Regions from separate parts of the Mus musculus genome. Here region 2 is linked to region 1. Evidence: chromatin contacts called from public Hi-C data. All regions are on one chromosome and are shown on one strand. The core of a region is the stretch at or near the end of the contact, and the rest is flanking DNA. Distances in the headings are between cores, read along the strand shown. Region 1 overlaps Dap (death-associated protein). Region 2 overlaps Cmbl (carboxymethylenebutenolidase-like (Pseudomonas)).

Region 1 (7,543 bases), core at 1,438-3,937:
GGTGACCAGGGGTCCCAGCAATCACACCAAAAGACCAAAGAGATCTTGAGCCACCATTCTGAGGTCAACAGATACACAGAGTCCTATGGCCACAGGCTAGATCTGCCTCCGCTGCACGGGATGAAGTCAGTGCTGCGCATTCCTGGCGTGCATACACTTGACAGCCGAGGAACTGTGGGCAGACATGCACAGGCATCAGGGAAAGACTGTAAAGCCACAAGCCAGAGTGTTTGTACTCAGCAGTGTCAGTGCAGAAAGGAGCAAGCCAAGGCTGGTGGTTGCACCATCCCCTTGGAGTGGCAGGTGTGTTTAAATGAGAAGCCAGTGTTGCCCTGTGCAGATCCTTGGGTGGGACTGCCATAAGTGTCCGTGCAGTACAAGGGAAAGGCCCAGGATTCAAGGAGCAGAAAGGCCAGCAACACTGGGGCAGGCAGAGGAGCCGTGCAGATTGGAAATCTGTGTGATCCTCACATGTCCAGGCTGAAGTGCGCGTGCTCACGCCGGTACCACAGAGGTGAGTCCTTACTTACCCTCCTCAGGATAATGCTGTGTTCTGTACACACATGTATGAGGGTAAAAGTGGGGCGTTTTAAAGGTCCTTGCGTGCAAGCCTCACGAACTCGCCTCCCCCAAAACCTGAGTGCAGAGGCATCTATGATAGCAAGATGGGAGGTAGAGACGGGAGACCCACCCAAGAGCTCGTGCACTAGCTACCCAGGAGTATCCCAGAGCAGCCCACACAACAGATAGCTTGCCTCAGTAATGTGGAAAGAGAACCATTTCCCAAAGGTTGTCCTCTGACCTCCACATGCGCACTGCAGCACATACGCACGGCCTGCCTCCTTGAGAAACAGAGTTCTGGAAGCCCTGGTGGTTCCTGGTTGAAGAGATGGGAGCTGCAGTGGAAACTGAGGCAGGGAGCTGAGAGCTCCCTGTACCTTCTCCCGTCCTGCGTGCTTGAGGGGCGTGCTCTGTCCCTCAGTTCAGGAAAAGGCTCTCGGGTCTCCAGTGCTCCTCACAGGCATGGCACGAGTGCTAAGGGCTTCTCTCCAGAAGGCAGAAGGCTCCTCCCGCGCCTGCACCCAGGCTTGTCTGTCGAGAGGCCATGGCACATGCCCTGGGATGCTAGCTGCTGCTAAAGCCAGCAGAGCTTTCTTGCGCTCGTCCATTATGAATTATTGAATTGCATGCATATTTATAGCAACTTCCTAGTAGTTTAATAATTTATTCATCCCATATGGCTCCTTCAGTCTATTGCTTTTAATTGTTAGGGGAGTCTTTTTAGAGCTTAGTCGACCAGGTTACTCTCTCAAAATGACACTTCCAGAATTCTAAAATTGAATCCCACACACTCGTCCTAGTTCACAGTACCTGCTGCACAGCACGCAGGAGGGCTCCATACCTAGGAGTCTGAGCTGTGCTCCCTGCCCACAGGCAGGGCTGCTCCGAGTCTAGAGAGAGCCGGGTTCTTCTCTGAGCCCTGGAGATCAGCACAAACATTCAGTATCCTACACTCGGATTTTGTGTAAGATGAGACAGATGAGACCCTAAAGAAAAATGCACTGTATGTAAGAAGACCCTTCCATGCCTCAATAAGCAAGCTTCCTGAGGGGGGCGGGGGGTGCTGTCTTCTCAGGGTGGTCCAACACCCACAAGTGAGCCATTCCTCACAGACCTTGGACCTCCCTCCAGCCCTTACTGCTCAATGACTGTGGAAATGGCTGTCTTCTGTCTCCACACAGTAACTGGGCCCAGTAGTTGGAAGCTGTCCCAGATAAGAAGGGAGTCTTTGGTGTTAGAGATTTTAGCTGTGGAGACAGCACACCAGATTTTCTGTTGAAGACAAGGCTGGCAGCCTCACAGCTCTGTCTTGAGAACAGGCCTTTGAGGTAGTGATCTTCTTTGCATTGAGTTGAGTTTCTAGTCATGAGTGACATCAATCTCTTTACATGAGAACCTTCTGTGCCACAGAGTCTGATGCTGGTCACCTGGACTTTCAGAACTATCCCAGACTTTTAGGAACATACAGCAGGAGTCCTCTGAAGAGACCCAGCCATTGCTGGCCAGTGCCACGAGTCAGCGTGGGGCAGGGGCACAGGGCAAGTTCCTGATAAGTTTAACTCAGTCTCTTGAACAGATACACAACAGGCCCTTCTCTTCCTTTCTGCCCCCACCTAATGTCCCTATCATGGCCCCTCCCCTATTCTCCAGTTCTCTGAAGAAATGCTCCTTAGCCTGAGCTCGCTGTGAGAGGCACGAGATTACACAGAAGCTGGAGAGAGAACCCGTTCCCTTGGGCTCTAGAGTGAGTAGCAGCCCATGGCCCATGGATGCAGCTCAGCTGGATTGCTGGGTAACGACCCACACATCTCCAGTCACTCTTTCGAAGGCCTTTGAGGCTGACAGCGCCCAAGCAGCTGCATACAATTCCCGGACGGGAACAGGGGCTAGTCACCTCTGGTTCCTTGCACAACTATCTGCATACAGTTCTCAGAAGTGAACGGGGGTTAGCCACCTCTGGTTCCTTAACTACCTCCGTGCCACTAAAAACTTTTGTAAGCTTAACGTCACTCTCTGATGATGCTCCTAGCATCTGGGGAACATCTGTGTGTACCAAGCAGTGTGCTGGACGCTGAGTTCACAAACTCCCCCTAGTCCTTGACCTCCAGAGGGAGCCAGGGTCTAGAAGCCTTCATCGTGTTTGGTTAAGTGGGAGGCTCTTACGGAAACACAGCTGGCAGTGCAGCAGCTCTGCCCTCGGAGAGTCGGGGAAAGTACAGAAAGGTAGCATGTGTGGTCGCCTTTGAAGCCGGTATTTACCAGCTGGCTCGACTATCAAGGTCAGAGTGAGGAGAGGGTGTGTGAGCATTGGTTCCACGGGAAGATGGAAGTCTTACGAGCGGGAGTAGAGGTGAGGAGCATTCTAGACTCGTGTCTCATCTTCGAGTGGCCTGCATGTGCTTAGTGTGGTGGGCCCGAATGAAAGAGGTCACTGCTGGTCTCTACACCAGGACAGACCCCAAAACCCAGACTGTGCTGCGGAGGCATGGCCACCCTGCAGAAGACACAAGGCCCCCTTGAATAGTGCCTTCTCCCTCTGCTGGTCAGCAGAGAGACAGCAGGGGTTGGGAGTGCTTTCATTTGTCCAGTTGTTTTAGGATAAAGCGTGGGAGAAGATACAGTACCGTCCGCCATTGCGGTCATTTCTGAAAACAACAGCGCCAAAATCGTTTGTACTGGGATAGTTTCTGATAACCAGCCCCGTTACTGAGCCTTAAAAAGATGCTGGAGTTTCCTTGCTGTTCCAGTTGATCCCTTACTAAGGCAAGTGTGTGCCAAGGATGCACCAAACGAGTCCTGACCGGACGGAAGCCTTGCTTCCCCTGCATTCCTGCGTGTGAGAGAACCGTGCTTGAGGTTGACCCTCCCACTCCATCTTCAGCAGCTGTCATCAAACAAGCAGCAGAGTGCAGGTGTTTTCATCTGGGAGCATTGCTCATATTCCCCGTTTTAAAAGAGAACCAAGTCACAGAAGTCAGGCTTGGGCTGGTGAGGTGGCTCAGCAGGTGGCTCAGCACTTGCCACCAGGCCCGATGACCTGAGTTTCATCTCAGGGACAAAACAAGTGAACAGAGAACCAGCTCCTGCAAATGTTCCTTATACATGTGCCACGGCATGCACATGTTTACACACATGTACATACACAGCACACACACACACACACACACACACACACACACACACACACGCGCGCACGCACAAAATAAATAAATGTTTGTAAGAATTAAGAAAACCTGTTTCAGGTGGCAGCTGCATGTTCGTTCATCTCACCATGCTGTTTCTCAAACTGGCGTCTCCTCTCCCTATGGTCCTTCTTTCTGGATTTCAGATTCACTTCTGGGAGATGCATTCAGTGCCAGCAGAGCTTCACACCCCTGCTACTACAGAGCAGGGGACACATGGTGCAGGTTTTTCAGGGCAGTTCCAGTGTCAAACATTCTCCTTGACTGTCCACACAAGACTTGAGGCAGTAGGTGTGTTTGGGGGATTACAAAATGCAAAACTATAGGGTTAGCTTCCTAGTAGAGTGAGACCTACACACACCACACACACACACCACACACACACACACACACACACACACACACACACACACGGCCAAGAGACGAGGCCTGAGTTAGTTTGCACAGTGGCTAAGTTTGCCCCGAGTCCACATATCCCTTAGGTCCTGGTTTGTACTTCATTAAGTCAGCACTGCATTTCTGCTGCTTCCTGTTTTCCACAGCACCCAAGACCGTGGTGGGCACTAGGGTTTGCTCAGTGACTGTGGATGCCTTGGGGGAGCACAGGTCCCCACAGGCTGGCTGCTGTGCTCTATACTCCAGGACCACTCTGGGGCCCCACGTGCAAGGTGCAGCTCCCAGCCAGGAGCTGCTCTTCCACTGAGCCTGCCTTCTCCCCAGCCCTGGCAATTCCCTGCCTCCTGCTCAAGCCGAGCCCCAACCTAGGTTGTATTGTTCGTCGTTCAGTCTTGCTGTGCTTGTTGGCATTGGTGACAGTGATGGCAACTCGGAAACTTCTGTAAAGCAGCAGCACTGATCTTATACTTTCTTCACTCGGTGTGAATAGGGCTAAGGTGGGAGTGGGCGGGGGAGAGAGAAAGAGAGAATATGAATGGATATTTTTCCCAGCCATAGTGGAAGAGGGAATATGAATTCTCCCCTAGCTACTTAAAGAGTATGTTTTCGTTTAACCTGAATGTCTCCTGGGTGCGTGTTCTACCCAGCTGAGGGGTCAGTCCAGGGTTTCTCCTCCTTGCCCTGTGTATGCTGTGGCCATCTCCCTAATTATGTCTGTCCTGCAGAGGAACTGCCCAGGTCGCTGTGGGTTCAGTCCTTTCTGTAAAGCACCAGAAAGGCCACACTGCTCCTGCAGCCCTGCTCCCCTATGCTAGGGCAATGGCTCTCTGTTTCCTCGACTGCTCCTGTCCTCTGGAATCGGCCTCACCTTCATATCCCTGACTAGCAGGTGTCTCCCTGAGTCACACTTCACACGTGGAGATGACTTGATTTTCCCAGGTCACTCTGAGCTCCAGAGAGGATGCTTGGCTCCTTGTTTCATAAGGGAAACTGGGGCCCAAACACTAGTGCCGTTGTGCCTTGCCTGATGGCCTTGGTCTCTTTCAGCCTTTGAGAATGTCTCTCGGTTCATCTTCTGCCTTCTCACTTTACAACAGTAAAGCCTGGCTACATCATTGGAGAGATGAACTGCCCCATGGAAAGCACGGGGAAGGAGACACCCCAACTGCCCCATGGAAAGCACGGGGAAGGAGACACCCAGGGCTCAGAGCGGCTGGCATGGGGAGAGGAGGGCTCCGGATGACTCAGAGTATAACCAACTCCTTCTCTTCCTCCTTCTTTCAACACCTGAAACCCCTATTTGCCAAGCTCACAGAGATGCTGTGCTTCCTCTGTAGCCCGAGAATAGTTTGGTGGGGGTGGGGTGAGGGGACAGGCATCTCACCCATGGGACAGGTCATCTCCCCAACAGGCTCTGTCTCGTGGAAATTCTGTCCATTCTTAAGGACGTACTCAGCTTTTGCATGGTTGCCACAGAGACTGACCACACTGAAACTGGACGGTCTTGTTTCTAGAAAATTATAATGTCCTTCCGTCTCAGCCTCCGGCAGACCTCACGCATTGCTTCCCTGGCCTCTTGATGACCTTAGAGGGGCCCTTTGGGAATAGTCTTTGCCTTTCCCTCATCTGTGAGCAGGGTCCCTGGTAGAGGTCACTGTCTTCCTGCTAGGACAGAGGAGAGAGATGACATCCTCCATCTCTCCAGATACTGAGCAGGAAGCACTCCAGAGGTAGCACAAACACTTCCTAGATTATGATCGTAGAAGCCAGCTTTAAGGCCCTGCATATTGATAAACCCAAAATGAGCCAAGATCAATGAGCATCATGTCCGGTCCGCATCAGGGAAGAGGGTGGCAGCTCTGCCCGAGGCGCCAAGTGCACGTAGAAGCAGACCGAGGGGCTTTGATTCCAGTCTGTACCCAGCCTGCCCTGCTTACTCCATGCCTGGCCACCACACAGCCTGCTGTAGACGTGATAATAGCAGGTCACCTTGTGAGATGAAAACTGCCCTCTTTTGTTTTTTAAAGGGAGCAAAATTGGTGATGTGTTGGGGTTTTGTTTTGTTTGTTTTGTTTTTGTTTTTGTTTATTACTTTGTTCTTTTCTACTAACTCTGGAAAAGGCCCAAGAGCGTGGTGTGATCTAAAGAGGCTCCTAAGTTCCATCTCCACACAGGCAGCCGTTGAGTTTGCATATCTCCAAACCAGGATGGCATCTGATCTGTCACCTTAGAAGCGGGAGGTGATTGATGCTCTCAGCTCTCCAAATCCCTCTCCACCATTTGTGATGAAGGGGATACAGATATATAATCCTGTGGAACCAGCAATGAAGAGGTCAGAAAGACCTCATACTGGGTGTGAACTCTGTGTGCCAGACCTTGATCCAGCTGTGTTAAACTCTTGGCCGTGGTTTGATTCTTCCTAGATGCATAGCTTCCTTGGCAGAAGGAGCCCCGAGGAGGCAAAACGGTCATTGTTTTCCACTCATTGCTGGGTTCTGACTCCTGAAGACCTTTGATCTGGAGATGGAAGCAGCTGCAGATGGGGGAGGCTGCCTGGGTCTGACCATCTTGTCCTTTCTGGTGGAGACTCTATTAGGACTTGTCAGGTCCTTCTACTTTTAGGAGCCATGGTTCAGTTCAATCCGAAGCTACATACTTTGTCCTTTGAACTGTGGACACCCCCGCCCCCCAGAAACCATCTGCTGTAAAGCGTGACCCTTGAGCCTGAATTTTATTTCCAGATATAACGATTAATACTCGTGTTTTCAGCGCCTGCCTAATCACCATTGACTGTTCCCTGGTACTTCCTTATAATTGAAATTCAAAAGAATGCGCCTAAAAACATCCGTGCTTTCAGAATCAAAGATGGGATAGCTTTAAGTGTGTTACTTAGTGAAATCAGGTAACTTGTAAAGCTTTTAATGCACGGATGGTTTTACCCACAGGCTGTTGATCACACAGATTATTCTCAGGCCGCTCGGGTAACACCACGCAGGCGGTTCCGACCCAGTGCTAGGAGGCTCTCCAGACCTCACTGCAGACAGGTCCAACTCCCGACTCAGCGAGTACAGGGGCTGCCTCCCGCCAACCAAAACCCTTCACCACAGGGCTCTGGGGCTCAAAAGGAGGGCCCCTGCCCTACGGCTTATTTTTAAACGTGTTCCTACCTTTGGTGTTGGTCCACAATCTTCCTAAAAGTTGTCTTCCCTGGAACACCAACAGAGGAAGGCATCTTGTCCTGTTAGGAGTAGTGCGGGTAACAGGCAGATGGGCCTTCCCATTCAGAGCTCAGAGGAGCCTTTCTCCTCCTGATTCCTGCCAGTCCTTGGGTACCAGTGATGCTTAGGGTGAAGAGTGAGGACCCGTGGACATCCTGACACTCCTCAGATGAGCGCAGAGAAGCC
Region 2 (7,543 bases), core at 2,340-4,839, 330 kb after region 1:
ACATCTTTGAGTCTCCAAGGCAATTTCAATGTTACAGCTTCTTGTTTCAGTGTCTGGGATTCCACTTGATCTTTTGGATTCCTCCTAAGGGCTGGCATCACTTCTCCAACTCTGCCCTCTGTAGCACTCTAAACTCAGGTTGATCACTCCATTACAGCTGCTGTTCTTGTGATCATTCCATGGTACTGACATCTCCAATACACTGGGGTGTTCCACTCCAACTAGGCTTCACCAATAGCCTCTCATAGGCTCTCTCCATGGTGCCAAGCATCAAATCCTTTGCCTGACCCCTTCAGTCCTGGGTCATCAACTACAGCTGAGGCTATACCTTCTCCAATGGCCTTCCATGACCTCTCACAGTGCCAAGCCTCAGCTGTTTTTCATGACACCTTCATGCCTTCAAAACCAGTATCACCTGGGTGACTCTTACACATTACCAAGTCCAGCTGCAGTACGAGGTACAACCTTGGCTATTGTCTAGAACACAACTTCTTTGTGCTCCCAGAAAACATGTCCCAGAAGATTTCACCTCAGTGATGCTGGTCTCTTCATAATCACTGCTAATTTCTTAGCTCCAGCTAACCAGCATCAACTGACCCAGTAGTTCCTTCCATTCTTAACTCTAGAGCCAGAGCCACAGGACTGAAGCTGACGAGTTCTGCTGCTTGCAGGAATTAGAACATGACCCGCTTGTACTATTACATTGTCACTGGCTTTCTGTTTTCCAAATCCTTCACTGCCTAAGCTTGGCTATCCTGGGTCTTGCTCTGTAGATTGGCCTTGAACGAAGAGATCAGCAAGCCTGTCTCATGGGATTAAAGGTGTGTACCACCAAGCCTGGATCTAAATTTAGCTGGGTAGGGTCTTGCCTCAAGGTCCCACTCCCTTAATCTGTTATCTCCTAGAACACAGGATTTTGCCCCATTTCACTTCCTGGTATGCCTTTAATACTCGAACCATATATTTTATATTTTTCCTTTCTAAGCTTGCTATGCTTGTTCAAACTTCTCTTCATAAGACTTAACCAGAAAACAAAATCTCTGCTGAGCTTTTTTGAAACTTTCTTTGTCGATGCAATTAATCTGAGTCTCTTCACCTTAGCCTCAGGCAGACTTTCCAGACAAGGGCAAAAAGTAGCCACATTCTTCACCAAAATACCACAAAAACAGTCTTTATGCCACATTCTGAAATTATTCTCCTTTGAAATCTCTTGGGCCAGGTCAACACAGTTCAAATCACTCCCAGCAACAAAGTCTTCCATATTCCTACTAGGATGACCCATTAAGCCGCATTTAAAGTATTCCACTGAGTTCCAAATCCAAAGTCCAAAAGTCCACATTCTTTCAAATAAAAGCATGGTCAGGCCTATCAAAGCAATACCCCGGTCCCTGGTACTAGTTTCTGTCTTAGTTAGGGTTTTACTGCTGTGAACAGACACCATGACCAAGGCAAGTCTTATAAAAAAAAAAAAAAAACCAAAACACATTTACTTGGAGCTGGCTTACAGGTTCAGAGGTTCAGTCCATTATCATCAAGGTGGGAGCATGTCAGTATCCAGGCAGGCATGGCGCAGGCAGAGCTGAGAGTTCTACATCTTCATCCAAAGGCTGAAGTGTGTGCATAGCTTAACCCAAGTGGAGTCCTAAGTTGCTAAACTATTCCCTATGCTTGCCTGACTTCATTGGTTTTACAGGTGTGCACCACCATACCTAGTTTATGAAGTCCTAGGAATCTAATTCCAGGCTTTATGCACACTAGTGAGCAGCTCTAGCAACTGAGCTACATTTCCAGTTTGATCGACATTAGCCATCACACCACTGAGTTTATTTATAGTTTATTTAGCATAGATTAACCTTAGATATGAATCACTCAGTGTTTGATGAATATTCCATTCCCTCCATAGCCCTGACGTCAAGACCCCAATGGCTAACGAAGCTAACCCTTGCCCATGTGACATTGGTCACAAACTAGAGTATGGTGGCATGGGCCACGAAGTTCAGGTTGAGCACATCAAGGCATATGTCACCCGGTCCCCCGTGGATGCAGGCAAAGCCGTGATTGTCGTCCAGGATATATTTGGCTGGCAGCTGCCCAACACCAGGTATATGGCTGACATGATTGCCAGAAATGGATACACGTAAGTTCTGCTCTTTGCTTAAATGCATGTCGATTTCTGTGGTCCATTTGGTCTGCTTCAGAAAGGCAAATCCAAAACCCAGCACAGCTTGAGTTACATTATCGTTTACATTATCTATTTTGTTATCTCGCTGATCCTTGGTGGGATGTGGGAACTGTCCTTTGAAATTTAACTCTAACCTTGTACAGCCAACTCTTCCCAACAGAATCCCAGGACATCAGGTCCCCAGGGTACCCAGCCCTACAGAGAGTGGGACAATTCCCTGGGGAAGCCTCCAAATATACCTATCATAGCCAACATGGACAGGGACCCTCCCCTTCTAGTGGCCCTGGGAGGGATGGATATTACCGTCCCCATATTGCAGATTGGGAAGTCAAAGCATGAAGACAGAGGTTCTCAGTTGCTCTGGGTGAGCCATAAGCAGCTGCTTGAATGGGGCAATGCCTGTTGTCGTAGGAGAGTCCTTACGTACTACAGCGAGGATATATAACACAGGCAGGAAGATAACTCCACCTTCCGGGGCTCTTGCTTGTTCATGGTTCTCATTTACTTACCCTCAAGCCATCTGAGGCTGGACAGTCCACACTTCTGTTGGTCTGGTCAGGAATGTGAGCCCTGGGGCGGGAGAGATAGCTCAGTGGTTACAAGTACTTGACGGCTTGGCAGAAAACTCAGGTTTGGTTCAGACAACACACATGGCAGCTCACAGCTATCTGTAACTAGGTACAGGGGGTCTGACACCATCTTCTGGCCTCTGCAGGAACCAGGTATGTACGTAGTACACACTCTGTATGCAGACAAACACTCATAAAAATAGATACTTTTTTGTTTAAAAGTGTGAGAGATAAAAGTGGTCAGTTACTTGTCAAGTTTTCTCTACAGTACAAGGTACTGAGACCTCAACCTGGCCTGTCAGGCTCGGGCCTTGGTGCTCTGCCTCCCTGTGCAGCAGAGGGACTTGTCTTGAGAGGACAGAGGCAGGACTTCACACTGGAGTTCATTCATGTTGTTCTTCTAAAAGCCAAGTCAGGATGGATGGAGCTAGGGCCACAGTCTCCCAAAGTAACGAGCTACCCGTGGCTGTGTTTTAAGGAACCCTCTGCTGCACTGCCAAGGCTCAGTTTGTTTGAGAGTAAGTAAAGTTACTAGGATTAGTGATGTCCATGATTTCCAGACTGAGTTGCCCATTGCTGGGTGAGCTATCATTTGATCTTTTATATGATGTGTGTGTGTGTGTGTGTGTGTGTGTGTGTGTGTATACAATGACATATATATGTGCGTATGATTGAAGGTTCGTGTTCACCGTTGTGAGCATTTAGAGGTCAGAGGACAACCTCAGGCATTAGCCTTTACTTGTTTACTCTTCCCGTAGCCTGTTCTAGAACCTGCTATGGACCTTACTCTTGGGGCAGGAAACTGTTTGCCAGCTTGTGCAGACAATGGACCGTATTACTCGATCACAGTGATGAGTGTGCCCTCAGGGGTGCCCTTTGGCCAAAGCCAGTGTTTAAGACCAAGAAAGTCCTGGACTGGCTGAGAAGACCAACTAAGTTCATCGAGGCAGGACCTTTGACAGGACACACCCTTTGCCCATAGGTCTAGTTTTCCCTCCTTCTTCACTGGAATCACTCTTAAGAAGTGTCCCTGCTGATGGTCCTCTCACTTGCTAGAGCAGGGTCACACCAGAACTGCTGGAAGCTATGTACTTGCAGTTGTGGAATCTGAGGCAATGTGGCCTGCAGCAGATGACCTCTGTCGCAACAAAGGATGGCCTTCGTGGCCAAGGCTTTCCCTTCCCTCTGCCTAGAATTGGCAACTCAACATGGTATCTAATAAACCAGGACACTGAGTCCAGGTGACTCAAAGGTTGATTCACGCCCATATTTTACAGAACTATTGTCCCAGACTTCTTTGTGGGTCAAGAGCCATGGGACCCAGCTGGTGACTGGTCCACCTTCCCCGCGTGGTTGAAATCAAGAAATGCCAGAAAAGTCAATCGGTAAGTTTCCAAGAGGCTTGGTTTTGTACTGGATGTAGCCCAGGGAGGGAACAGACAAGCTGAGCTCCTGCCTTCCCTCTCTCCCTCTCCCTCCCCCACCATGACTTCACTTGGCTCTAGATGAAGTCCTTCCAACAGCATGATGGGAAAGAGTTTTGGTCCAGCACACTATAGGATGGAGGCTGATACATGCTCTTTGCCACACTGCCCCAGCAAGCACAGCTGCTCATTTCCTTAGAAGTGATGAATTCAAAGTCCTGTGTCCACCTAAGTCCTTGGTTGCAAGTGATAGAACACCTATCCCAAGTGGATCAGCAGTTAAAAGAGATATTGATTTATAGAACCAAAGAAAGTAGTTTGGGATCAAGTGGGAAGTGGCCCAGCTCTCATCTGTCCATCACAGCTCTGCCCCACTTCCTGTATGCTGGCTTCATCCTCAGGAAAGTCCCCACCTCAGCGGCAGCCCATTGGTCCATAGCCTCTCTCCCAGCAACCTGGAGAGCATCATCCCCCACCCCGTTGGCTCTGTAGTCCATCCTGAAAACTCATTCTGATGAGGAGATTGCTCTTCTCTGATTGGTTAGCTATAAGCTTCTCTGATTGGTCAGCTACAAGCTGCAGAGATTTAGTTTACCCCAAATTCTACATTCTACCATGAACTTGTTGCTATTGTTGTTGTTTTTTATAGTAACAGAACAAAGACAGATTCAAAATCAAGACACTTTCCAAAGACATTGGTGGAAACATTAATTGGGCGGTTGCAGCAGAGTAATCTCAGCTATGAGACCCAGATGTGATCTGATAGCATTCTTAGATCTTTGATTGGTGGAGTACACAATTTTGTTGAGTTGATACATTCCAAAGGTTTTTTTTTTTCTCTTTTAATCTACTTATCAGGGTGATAGGTTTGACTTTATCTGCTAATTACAGGAGTTCGAGCCAACACACAGGGGCAAAGAATGGCTCACTAATGGGCTAAAGGTAGCTCAAGATAAACTGTGATCGGGCTCCAGACCTGCAACATCCCAGACTCCTTATAGCCACTGAGTTTTAAGCAGTCAGTGAGCCTTGATGTCACAGCTCCTTTCTAGGAAATTCTGGCTCTCACCACCAGAGAAATCACAAACATCAAGTACTATTCACTGAGACATTCCAGTTACCAGCGACCCTGAGGGTCCGCCCGGGCAGCTCTGTCTGCAATGCCTTTCTCTTTCTGTTCTAGGGAGGTTGATGCTGTCTTGAGGTATCTGAGACAACAGTGTCATGCTCAGAAGATTGGCATTGTGGGCTTCTGCTGGGGGGGTGTTGTGGTGCACCAAGTGATGACGGCATACCCGGACATCAGGGCGGGGGTGTCTGTCTATGGTAAGTGCCCAGCACATTTTACTCAGGGAAAGCAGGGGAAGGTTGAGTGACAGGCTTCTCCCACATGCTGCAATACAAAACCCGATGGCGTGTGGTAAACCAGCTTAGCATGGTTTTCAGAATCTAAAAATAGAGCTGGGGAGATGGCTCTGTCAGTATAGCTCTTGTCTTGCAAGTGTGAGATGCTGAATTTGGTCCCCAGAATTCATGCTAAGAGAGAAAGGGACAGGTGATATTCTGGGCTTTACTGGTCACTTTGCCTAGCCTACTTGATAAGTTCTAGATCCTGTCTCAAAAATCTAGGTGGAAAGGCTCCCTTAGGAACATGTCCAAGGTTGTCATCTGACCTCTCATGTGTATGTGCACCCGTTCACAAGTCTGTGCGTACTCATGTGCGCGTGCGCGTGCGCACACACACACATACACACTCACGCATGCAAACCACAAACAGCAACTTTAACTTTCTTTTTAATTAGCAGATTTTTGTTTTTGTTTTCGAGACAGGGTTTCTCTGTGTAGCCCTGGCTGTCCTGGAACTCACTCTGCAGAGCAGGCTGGCCTCGAACTCAGAAATCCACCTGCCTCTGCCTCCCGAGTCTGGTATGGGCATGCATGTCATGCCCATGTGTGTGCCCTGGTGCTTACAAAGGCCAGCAGAGGTTGTCAGATCCCCTGTGCTTAATGTTGTGAGTCGCGATGTGGGTGCTGGGAATTGAATATGGGTCCTCTGGAAGAGGAGCCAGTGCTCCTACCTGCTGAGCCATCTCTTCAGCCCCAACATTTACATTTTAGCCAACAGGAAACAAAGTTGTTTTTACTATGAGATAAGAACCCTTTATCGGTTGACAGAAACAGCACACTGAATGTACAATTCAAAAGCATCCAGACTAAAATATGCCAAAAACAAATATAGGAAAGTTGACTGCTCTTTCAAAGTTACACATTCACAAGCTGTTTCTATCTGGCGCTTGAACTCCCGGACATGGTGTTTCATCTTCTATTAGCACTAAGGAAAAAAAACAAAACAAAACAAAATATTTTCTTACACAAAAGGAGATAAAGTGAGGCATGGTACTTGTGACCCCAGTACTTGGGAGGCTGAAGCAGAATTGAAAAGTTTGGGCCAGCATGAGCTACATAGTGAGAGCTAGTCTTACATAAAACAAATGCAATAAATCACTAGTACGAGACCAGCCAATTTTCAGGCCAATGGTGTCTATGGGTAAATTAAAAGGTGGTCCTGGATGCATGCCTTTCTAGCGCCACCTGCTGGCTGCTGCTGTGCATGTGAGTGGCAGGTTATGGCAGGAAAAAGAGACATCCACTGAATGTCCAGACCTATTATCTGGCTTTGTCAGAGTTGTGCAGGGAGGACTGATATCCCTTCAATGGCTCGACGTCTTCTGGAGAGGAGTCACAGGGAGGAGAGACACTGTGTGTTACTTAGCTCTGCTCTCACAGTGGCAGGAAGCAGGAAAAAAGTTGTTTTTCCTTTCATCTTTTAAAATCATTGATCATGTGTGCCTGCACACAACAATGCCTGTGTGGAAGCCAGAGAACAACTTGATGTGGGTTCTGGGATCAGGCTTGTGGGGCAAGTGAGCCAGCTCACTAGTCCTTTCCTGCCCATTCTCCCAACAGAGCATGGACTTGCCTTTTTCCAACCAAAGGCACCAGTGGGCTGCCCTAAGCCTGGCAGAACAATACTTTGCACAAATTAACCTTTAGGATGTTCAGGCAAGGATGAGCAATAAAACATATACAATAACCTGTAGACACGTAGACCCTGTCTCTTTGGGGTCCTGTTTGAATAATAACTTGGTCCAATGGTTGTTCTTCTTATAAAACTGTCTAAAAATTAAAAAAAAGGAAAAAAGAAAAAAAAAAAGGTTGGGCAGTGGTGGCACACGCCTGTAATCCCAGCACTTGGGAGGCAGAGGCAGGCGGATTTCTGAGTTTGCGGCCAGCCTGGTCTACAGAGTTCCAGGACAGCCAGGACTGCACAGAGAAACCTTGTCTCAAAAAACCAAAATCAAAAAACC

The links. Hi-C and Micro-C count contacts between places; a contact is called where the count stands out from the background.
Region 2: a contact with region 1 is called in a Hi-C map of liver, with 2.4 times the contacts expected there. The contact joins two enhancer-like sites. A contact is called at or near these places in 3 of 39 promoter capture datasets (the C10 cell line, neutrophils and pre-B cells), 1 of 484 Hi-C or Micro-C datasets (liver) and 1 of 115 datasets of contacts at active chromatin or transcription factors (bone marrow-derived macrophages).

The regions. Positions count from the first base shown.
Region 1 is chr15:31,255,779-31,263,321 of GRCm38.p6, forward strand. The region is part of intron 2 of Dap (death-associated protein); the gene reads left to right. It overlaps Gm41285 (a long non-coding RNA gene), which reads right to left. Exons shown (of 2, transcript XR_875099.2): 1 at 7,307-7,543; 2 at 1-4,631. Among named protein-coding and RNA genes, the nearest start is that of Gm41285, 3.9 kb to the right of the region's middle. Within about 2 kb of position 2,688, at least 27 of the 459 cell types and tissues checked have an H3K27ac peak or open chromatin away from gene starts, as enhancers often do. A contact at or near this core is called in liver, where this site is marked.
Region 2 is chr15:31,579,937-31,587,479 of GRCm38.p6, forward strand. Cmbl (carboxymethylenebutenolidase-like (Pseudomonas)) reads left to right here. Exons shown (of 6, transcript NM_181588.4): 2 at 1,904-2,137; 3 at 4,029-4,136; 4 at 5,359-5,501. The coding sequence starts at 1,923. Among named protein-coding and RNA genes, the nearest start is that of Cmbl, 15 kb to the left of the region's middle. Within about 2 kb of position 3,590, at least 21 of the 459 cell types and tissues checked have an H3K27ac peak or open chromatin away from gene starts, as enhancers often do. A contact at or near this core is called in liver, where this site is marked.